Linked DNA regions of Gossypium hirsutum: all the other regions are linked to region 2. A link is a contact called in public Hi-C data. All regions are on one chromosome and are shown on one strand. Each heading gives the region's core, a stretch centred on a gene start, on an enhancer-like site or on the middle of the called end of the contact. The rest is flanking DNA. Distances are from core to core; before and after follow the strand shown.

Region 1 (3,027 bases), core at 258-2,757, 910 kb after region 2:
TAAATTCTTTTAACTTTATTTTTTAATGATGTGTTATCATTTGGTACATTGATGGTCCATAAGCGCCAAAGTCAAGTTTTTGGGCCCTCTTTTAATAGACGTTAAAAAAACGTTGGGTAGATTTAGCGAATGAAAAAGCTTCATTTGATATGTTGTGACCAATGAAAAAGTACCACTTGGCATTCCTTTATAAAATATATCATTTTTCTTTAATAAAATTTGTATAAATCATAAAAAATTATAAAAAATAAAAATAAAATAGAAAAATTTAGAAAATTATATACAATCTAAAATATATATGTCAATTATTAAAATTATAAAGATGGAAAGAAATAATATATATAAACAATCTAAAAAATATATGTGAAATCAGAAAATATATAAAATCTACTTATATACATATAAGTTATTAAAATAGAAAGAAAGTATAAAAAAAGTACATATAAACTCTAATTTATATATATAATAATTAAATATATAAAAATTTAGAAAAATATATAAAATCCAAATTACATAAAATTATAGATACAAGATGATGAATATGATGAAGATGGGTTAAAGCATTAAAAGGATACCTCAATGTAAGTTGTTCAAATTTGGAATTATGTAATCTTTTCACTTTAGTAGATTTGTCCATCTCTTGATCCGAAGGCTCGCACGAAAAATAAGAGAATTTGAATAAAAATATAGACTCGAAAAATGGGCTTGAACAAAAAGATAAGATCCGTTTAGAAAAAAGGTCGAGCCTCAGGTAAGACTTTTTTGACCCGATCCTTGCTTGGCCTAGCCCGAATTTGTAAAAAAAAGTTGTTTTCTTTTGTTGTTTTTTACTATTTTGTTGCTATTTTCTTGTTATTTTCTCACTATTTTGCTACAATTTCATTATTACGTTGTTACTATTTTACTGTTACTATTTGAATATTGTATAACTTTTATTTTATTGTTAATTTTGTTACTATTTTAGAGGCATTTGGTAGTTAAGTTGCATATATCTTAATGTTATTTAAATATACATATTTTTTTAAAAAAAATTTAGTTTGTTGGGAAACATTTATTTTAATATTTTTAGTATTTTTGATGTATTATAATTTTTTAAAAAATAGTATAAAAATTTAATACAGACAAACCAAATCAAGCTTAAATTTTAACATTTTTATCTGAATTGAATTTGGACAAAATTTTGTTGGGAAACATTAAAAAAAATTCTTTTACACATAATTAATAAAATTAAAATTAGTTCAAAAAAATTAAAAGCTGAGAATAATCAACACCCTAAACATCATCTGAATTTTGAAGCTTTGTCTTAATTTTATCAAGATGTATTCAATTAATAATTATTATTGATTGTTCCATGAGGAAAATAAATTAATTAATTTCAAGAACGCCTTAAACATGGTGTATAATTTATATTAGAGGAAATAGCAGAAATTCTACAAAAGGCGAAGCTACCATTGCACGTTTGCACAAGTCTAGAATGTGGACGACTTATTTTAGCACGAAGTTGCGGGTAAAACTACTCCCACTAATTCCGTCCATTCAACCATGACTTGGAAATTCGAATCCCTAGGCCATAGCTGGTGGGGGCTTACCTTCTACTATTTTTATTTTAGGCTAAATATAAGACACTCAATTTTTAGTAAATTATAAAAACTTTTTATTTTGAATATTAACATTATCATGCATTTCTGTTTTGGTTGTCCTTGAATAAATCATTAACAAAGATTCTGATGTCATCTTTGACTAATTGGTATTTATATTTAATCCTTTATATTTATACATTTTATTAAATTTGACACAGATATAATGAATCATTAACACACTAACCCAAGTATTATCTGTAGTTTTTATTTATTTTAAAGTTGTAGATAAAAGTTAAATTTTTTTTATGTTTCATATTTGAGTTTAATCACATATGTCTAGATTTTATTCTTAATTTAAATGTTATTATGTGTAAATATTCTTAATTTAAATTTTGTATCGATATCGCTTGTGACAGTTGAAATATCTCATTTTGGTTGTAAATTAGAACAAAAAATTCTAGTTACTATTTTGGTATAAATTCCTATCAATATCGGCGCATTTTAGTCCATTTCAACTTGTACTAGTGCATATTGACCCGTATCAATTTGTACAAGATTTTAATATTTTTATTGGTATATTTAAAAATAAAATATAACCATTTAAGTAATTTATTAAAAATAATTAATATTTTCATATAAATATATTTAAATGTATATAATTGAGATATAATTACCAGTGTATAATATATGAAAATATTTTTAAAAAATATTAATAAACTCAAAACAGTATACCAAAACATATTGATATTGATATATTTATTATTATATTTAAAATAAAATATAATCATTTATTTTCATATGAATATATTTACTTATATATATATTTTTAAAAATTATAGGTCAAAACTAATATATATATATAAATTTAAACTCAAAATAAAAGTGATTAGCAAAGACCCCTGTTGGTGATTAAACTAAACAATGTGATTTGAAATATTTATTTATTTAAAAAAGAAAGTGGGAGTGGTAATAGTTTATAGATTTGTGCACTTCTTTGAATTGGTATTTGGCTTTTCCATGAAGAAGAGATATTATATTTTTAAACAAGTATCCAAAGAAATTTGATAACTAATCAAATTGCTTTCTTACGAGTGGTATCATACTTCAAGTACTTCAACCTTTTACTACATATCTGGATCATATCTCCAAGACCCATTTATTGGGGAACCTTCAATGTTGAAACCAATATTCCTTGTTAAATGATTTAAACTTTTTATATTTGTTGTCCATACCTACGGTTTGTGGGTTTTTAATTTCTCAATAACTTTATTAACTTTATGCCTTTAATTATCCTAACAAGTACTAATGAAGTATAATAGTTTTTTTGTTATTCATACTAGTTTGATTTGAAAAAAAATTAAATTTAAATCCGTAATTATTAAGTTAAATTTGAGTTTAATAATACTTAGACTCGAATAGCTCATGAGCCTTATCAAGCTTTTCATAT
Region 2 (3,128 bases), core at 605-3,104:
CGAAGATGAAGAACTTGAGGTATGTCATCACACCATCTCAAGAGGTTGATAGTATGTGCGCTCGGTATTTCGTCAACATCTGACATTATCAATAAGTCGTCATCAGTAATTCCAGCTATTTTGAGAAGCTGGTCTAATGCTACTCGTTGCATAGCCTCCTCAATAAAAGGGTTTTCTCCTTTCTTAAACCTTCCTCCAATTGTGCCATAAGTTAACCGGGGCTCAACAAATTTGAATTGATCTCGATGGCTAGCAAAAACCATAGGCTTTGGAATTCCCGAAAATGTTGAATTAGACTCGAGAAGAACAAACTGTGTAATGTAAGGGTACAACTCTTGCCACCGTATTGTTAGGATATCCACCTCATTGCTAAACAAAACTGCATCATAAACCCGTCTCGGAAATTCACGAATTCCCCAACCATGAAGTTTACAGAGCTTTTCCATCGATACATTCTCATGATAATAATGTGGGATATCATGGAAAGATTTCGGTGGCGATTCCCAGAGTGGTCGAAGGAAGTATGAAATCTTCTGCCCATGAGTATATATACCAAATATGCATGTCGGAACCAGCACAAACAGCAAAATACAAGTTCTCAAATCAATGCCACGCAGTATGCAGCGGATTCTCGACATGCTCAACCGGCTCAAATCCTATAACATCGAGAAGATATGATATTAATACTAATCAAATTTATTTGAGTATAAAAAGCAAAGGGGGATACGTTTTATAATTTGATTCTCTATTATCCCGATCCCCAACATAAAATTCTTGACTTCGCCCCTGCCGATAAACATCATGATTTGCAAGGGGAAGTTCAGAAAAGCAATGGAATACATGCAACTCATATTCGAAGTAATGCCCTATAAGATTCTATGAAAAGTAATAGCTTTCCAGACGTTCCTCCATGATTAAAAGTTACGAACCTAGATTCTTCATCTTTTCTAAAATACTCGTATTGACATTCATGCCGAATACATATACAGCTATTGACGGCACTCACCTCGAATCCGGATAAAATAGGTTAAAAGCAAACCAATTTTTTGATGTAAATACGGTTCACAAATTACTTATTCTTTAGCTTTTTAAAGATTTTCGGTTACTTAAACACAATTTCAGATCGATGATAAATCAACCATCAAACTCTCAAACCCTAAATTAAAAGGAAAGATTAAAAAAACATAATCCAAATCCCCAAAAAAGTTGAAATTAACAGCTAACAATTAGCAGCTAAATTGATTAATAATAATAATAATAATCTCAAAGGCATCAATTTCCCTAAAATTCCTACGAAAAGATTAACAGAAAAATCAAAAGGTAAAGGAAAAGAGATCAAAATATTGAAGTACCTGACCACAAACATCTCCATAGATATCATCAGATTTTTTAGGACAATGCCCTCCTCCTTCATTCATCATCCACCACATTTTTTCTAGAAATTTATAACTCCTTTTAGTAATAATTTTTTTAAAAAAAATATAATTGTAAGTCAGTGCTGAAGAACCCAGAAAGATCAACTTCCAGAAAATCTCGTTCGATCTTTAGCAACCTTGTTCCACTTACAACGGCTACCTATTAACTATAATCTCCCTTTTCACAAGGGAAAAAACACACACAGAAAAAGCCCCAAAATTTAGACAGTGAGAGACTCTTCTTATCAACTAATGAAAATCGATAAATGCAAAACATTAAAAAGAAACTGATGGGAAAAATAAGGTAGAAGGAGAAAATAAATTGAATCTTAAAAATAAATTTATAAGGAATAAAGAGCTGGTGCCTCTCTGTTAATCGGTGGCAATTTTAAATACTAAACCTAAAGAAAGAGCAAAAACAAATGGTTTAATTCTGCTCTAAGTCCCTGTACTCTATGCGTGTGTGAAATTTTTAGTATAGTTTTAATTCTAAAAATTTAGCCTCTTTATTTTTTTTTATTCGATAATTTTACTCCAATTGATAACACCATCAAAACACTTTCATTAGGTTTAGTTTAGTATTATTTTTCAAAAATGGCTTTGGATCAAAAAATATTTTTGAATAAAAGTTAAAATTTTTTGCTCCTAGTTTTAAGCAAAAAATCACTTTCCTAAGGCATTTTTTTTGTCTTAAAAGCACTTTTGTAAAGCTCAAAAAGTAACTTGTTTAGTAATTTTTTATCTCAAAAATATTTTTTTCCCCAAAAGTACTTATTAGAAACAATGTTAAGTTGACCCTAAATTAGTATCAGTTTAACATTGCTTTTAAGAAACATTTTTAAGATAAAATATTGCCAAACAATATGCTTTTGAACTTTTCAAAAGTATTTTTGAGACAAAAATGTTTTGCAAAAGTATTTTTTAGTCAAAAGTAGAAGCAAATAATTTTAACTTTTACTCAAAAATATTTTTTGGCCCAAAATCATTTTTGAAAAGTAATGCTAAATGACTAGTTTAGTATTGCTATTGAGAAGTATTTTTAAAGAATGTTTTGGGAAAGTGATTTTGAGAAATATTTGTGAAAAGTTTGGTTTAAGATTTAAATGTTTAGTATTGCTTTCAAAAAGTACTTTTGATAAATAAAATGTTCATTTAAGACATGGTGTTAAAAATTAAAAAATAAGCATTTAAATAATATTTAAATTAATTAATATTATGATATTTTAATAAGAATATAGAAAATAATTTATTATAATTTATTATATTTTAATATATAAAAAATAAATTTTAAATATTTTTTAAGCAATTAGCTAGAGAATAGGAAGTGCCATATGTTGGGGGTGAAATGATAATTAAGTTGCCAAAAATATTTTTGAAAGAGAAGAAGCTAAATAATTTGAACTACTTCATTCAAAAAAATGCTTTTAAAAAACCAAAAATTTCCATCAAAATTTGTTTGTTTAGAATTCTTTTGCTTCAAAAAAATGTTTTTCATGTCCAAATTACTTCTAAAAACCACTACAGATTATATAACAATTTTAAAATAAAATATTGCTCACATAAATCAATTTGAAATTACATAAAATTCATATGAGAAAAAAAGGTATGGAGTTTTATTTTGCTTTTATAAAACATTATATAAAAACCTTAAACTCTAGATTCATAATTGAAAATCCTACAACCCCATATTCAACATTTTCTTCTTCTTCTTTT
Region 3 (2,715 bases), core at 198-2,697, 520 kb after region 2:
ATTTTTACTAAAAATCTGTCAGCCTACCCCAAAGAAATGTATGTACAAAATACAAGGTTGTCAATGTTGGCATAAGAGACTGAAGTCTCTGGTAATAAAAATAAATAAGTAGGGTCGTTTTACAATCCACTTTTGACTACTTCCTTGATATTGGTTCCTTCCGATTTTTAACGCTATTCCAATTGCTTTTTCAATTTTTTCACCCACTTTTGTGCGTCAAAAAGTTTATATTTTTCTAACAAAATAAAAAACAGTAACTTATGAATAATTATTTTTTTTAAGAAAAAATGGAAACGTTGCTTAGATAAAATTTGATATTTTTTAGGCATGGCAGTTTTTGTTAAAAGTGTAATTTTGAAGACACCTACCTCATGGCCGTTGCTGGTTGAATCTCTTCTAACACGTCGTCTTGGTTTCCTTCCAAATCTTCTTACAGAACTAGCCCTTAACATGTCTTGTTCCGTCGTTCTCCTGATGGGAATTGTTCCTTCCGGACATGTTTCACCTGACATTCTCCATAGCTGAACATGTTCTTCTTCTTCTTCTTCTACTTCCGCCGTCATCATCACCCCATCTCTTTCATAAATCCTAGGTCTCTCCGGTGGATCCTGCACATATTTCAACAATAGAAAAAAAAAACTGTTCAATTAGTATTTGTGGACCAATGGATGTTTTCCCTTTAATTGCAATAAATAACGACGATAAACACTGTAACATAACCATGTACTGTTAATATCGTGCAACTAAAATATTATTTAATTACCAATGGTCGTTGTCCTTTGAGTTGAGGAAGATCGAAGGCAGGCTGATGATGCGACAAAACACAATCTATAGTGTCACCATCAGGACACTGCAACACCAAAACCATAAACAAAAACATGTTGGAGATCTTGGAAACCAATGTCTGATAAAAGATAAAAAGAAAATTACTCAAGGCAAAAACTAGATTAAATTGCCTGAATTGTCTTTACTGCTGGCTTATTGATCTTGTTGAGACGTTGTCTTATGAATTTCAACTTTTGTAGCTCTTTATCCGGTCGGAAAGTTCGATTTCTCGCATGGAGATTATGGGGTTCCGATGAGTAAACGGGAGAAATTGAAGAAGAACAAACAAGAAGAAAAATTACAAAAGCATGAATGATTGGTGAGGTTTTACGAAAGTAAGAAGCCATGTTTAAACATGGGTTGAGTCTTCTTATTCTGTGATCGAAATGGGGGCATCTGATCCGACATAAGATCAACATTGTAAGAAAAGCTTTCTCGATTGCTTCTATCCTTCACACCATTTTTCGAAGCTCTCGAAAACATCCAAGAATGGCAGAAAATAATAAATAAAACAATACCCTATTCTTGTTATTCTCTTACAGATATTCTAATGTCTTGGTGTTGATGTCCCGACAGCTTGGCTTATTAAAAAAGAAAGCAGAGAAATGGGGTTTTCTCAAAGCTCTGCTTATGTGGGTGTGGTGATATAAATAGTGAGGGTGAGTTTAGCAAAGCTGGCAGAAAATCGAGAAAATAAAGTTTAGAAATGTATGTTTTAATGAAGAATAATAAAGTCACTTTGTGTGAAACAACAATTTTAAACGTCAAAGATTCCATTTTCTTATTTTGCTTTTGAAATTATGATTTCAACTACAAAAGTTGTTTTCATCGCGGTGCTTATTAATCTTTTTATTTTTTATTTTTTGATATTTTGGTTACGCAATAGTAACAAGCAATCATAACTATACAAATAAATCAAAAATTAAATTATTTTAATATAAATTAAAAAATAATCTAAATATTGTTATATGATTACACGAGTTATCTAAAACTTTAGTTATTATTATTTCCCTATTTGTGTTAAATTTATAGGAAAATATGGGTAATGGTCTGTGTTATTCTTTTACTGTAGTTTGTATGCATCGGAATAAATGTGAAATACAGTTGATCCTGGGTTTCCAAAGTTACTTTCTCACTTCCCAATATGTTCTTTGTGTCAGCTATATACTTTGTAACCATCAAGCTAAAAGCCTGCCCACTTTGAATTTCCTTTCACTATTTAGAGTTTAGCAAAACTTGGGAGTTATGGGGGACTAGATTTGTTAATTTGTATATTTGTTTTACATTTGTGTATGCTTTGTATTATAATTGCGATTAAAATATTTTGTATTTTGATCGTACAATCGTATCTTGTTGGGGGGTAGGAGTGAGCACATTTCCTGTCTGGTGGCGCATGCAGACACATCCATGCAAGTGCATTATTGCAGTCTCCATCAATTACATTTCATTACAGTTCTCCACTCACTCATGCATGTCTTTGTAGTGCTTATATTTTGGGGCTCAACTTTGATTTCTTTTGTTTATTGTGCTAATTGGTGGCCATGGGGTTGGTGTATTTTTCTCCTAGGTTGTCTTGTAACTTGGGTTGGACTTGTTTTAGGTCGATTTGAGTAGCTTGAATCAGCAAGAGGTATATTATAGACAAACTCACATCTATTACAAGATTTTATATTAACTTTTCATATAAATATTTTATTCATTTATTATTGGCTAAATGTTCAAAATAGGACTCAACCTTTTGCATTGTTCACGCGAAAGCTTTTTATTTACTTCAATTTAATTTGTAAAAAATCATGTAAATATTGACGTGTTTAAAATAAAATAAAATACTTAAATCATATATATAACTTGAAAAGAATATAATTTGAAACTTAATATACGATGTTTAAA

What was found. A called contact is a pair of places that touch in the nucleus more often than the background predicts.
Region 1: a contact with region 2 is called in a Hi-C map of leaf, with 1.7 times the contacts expected there. The contact joins the enhancer-like site here to the promoter of LOC107959924 in region 2. A contact is called at or near these places in 2 of 34 Hi-C or Micro-C datasets (leaf and seedling).
Region 3: a Hi-C map of leaf shows a contact between it and region 2, with 1.7 times the contacts expected there. The contact joins the promoter of LOC121229168 here to the promoter of LOC107959924 in region 2. A contact is called at or near these places in 3 of 34 Hi-C or Micro-C datasets (all in leaf).

Annotation. Positions count from the first base shown.
Region 1 is chrA05:53,637,809-53,640,835 of Gossypium_hirsutum_v2.1, forward strand. No RefSeq gene overlaps it. Among protein-coding and RNA genes, the nearest start is that of LOC107957172, 10 kb to the right of the region's middle. Within about 2 kb of position 1,508, at least 3 of the 9 cell types and tissues checked have an H3K27ac peak or open chromatin away from gene starts, as enhancers often do. A contact at or near this core is called in leaf, where this site is marked.
Region 2 is chrA05:52,729,663-52,732,790 of Gossypium_hirsutum_v2.1, forward strand. It overlaps LOC107959924, which reads right to left and starts at 1,855. Exons shown (of 2, transcript XM_016896097.2): 1 at 1,353-1,855; 2 at 1-656. The coding sequence starts at 1,430.
Region 3 is chrA05:53,251,801-53,254,515 of Gossypium_hirsutum_v2.1, forward strand. LOC121229168 reads right to left here and starts at 1,448. Exons shown (of 7, transcript XM_041112601.1): 1 at 957-1,448; 2 at 764-850; 3 at 369-608. The coding sequence starts at 1,244.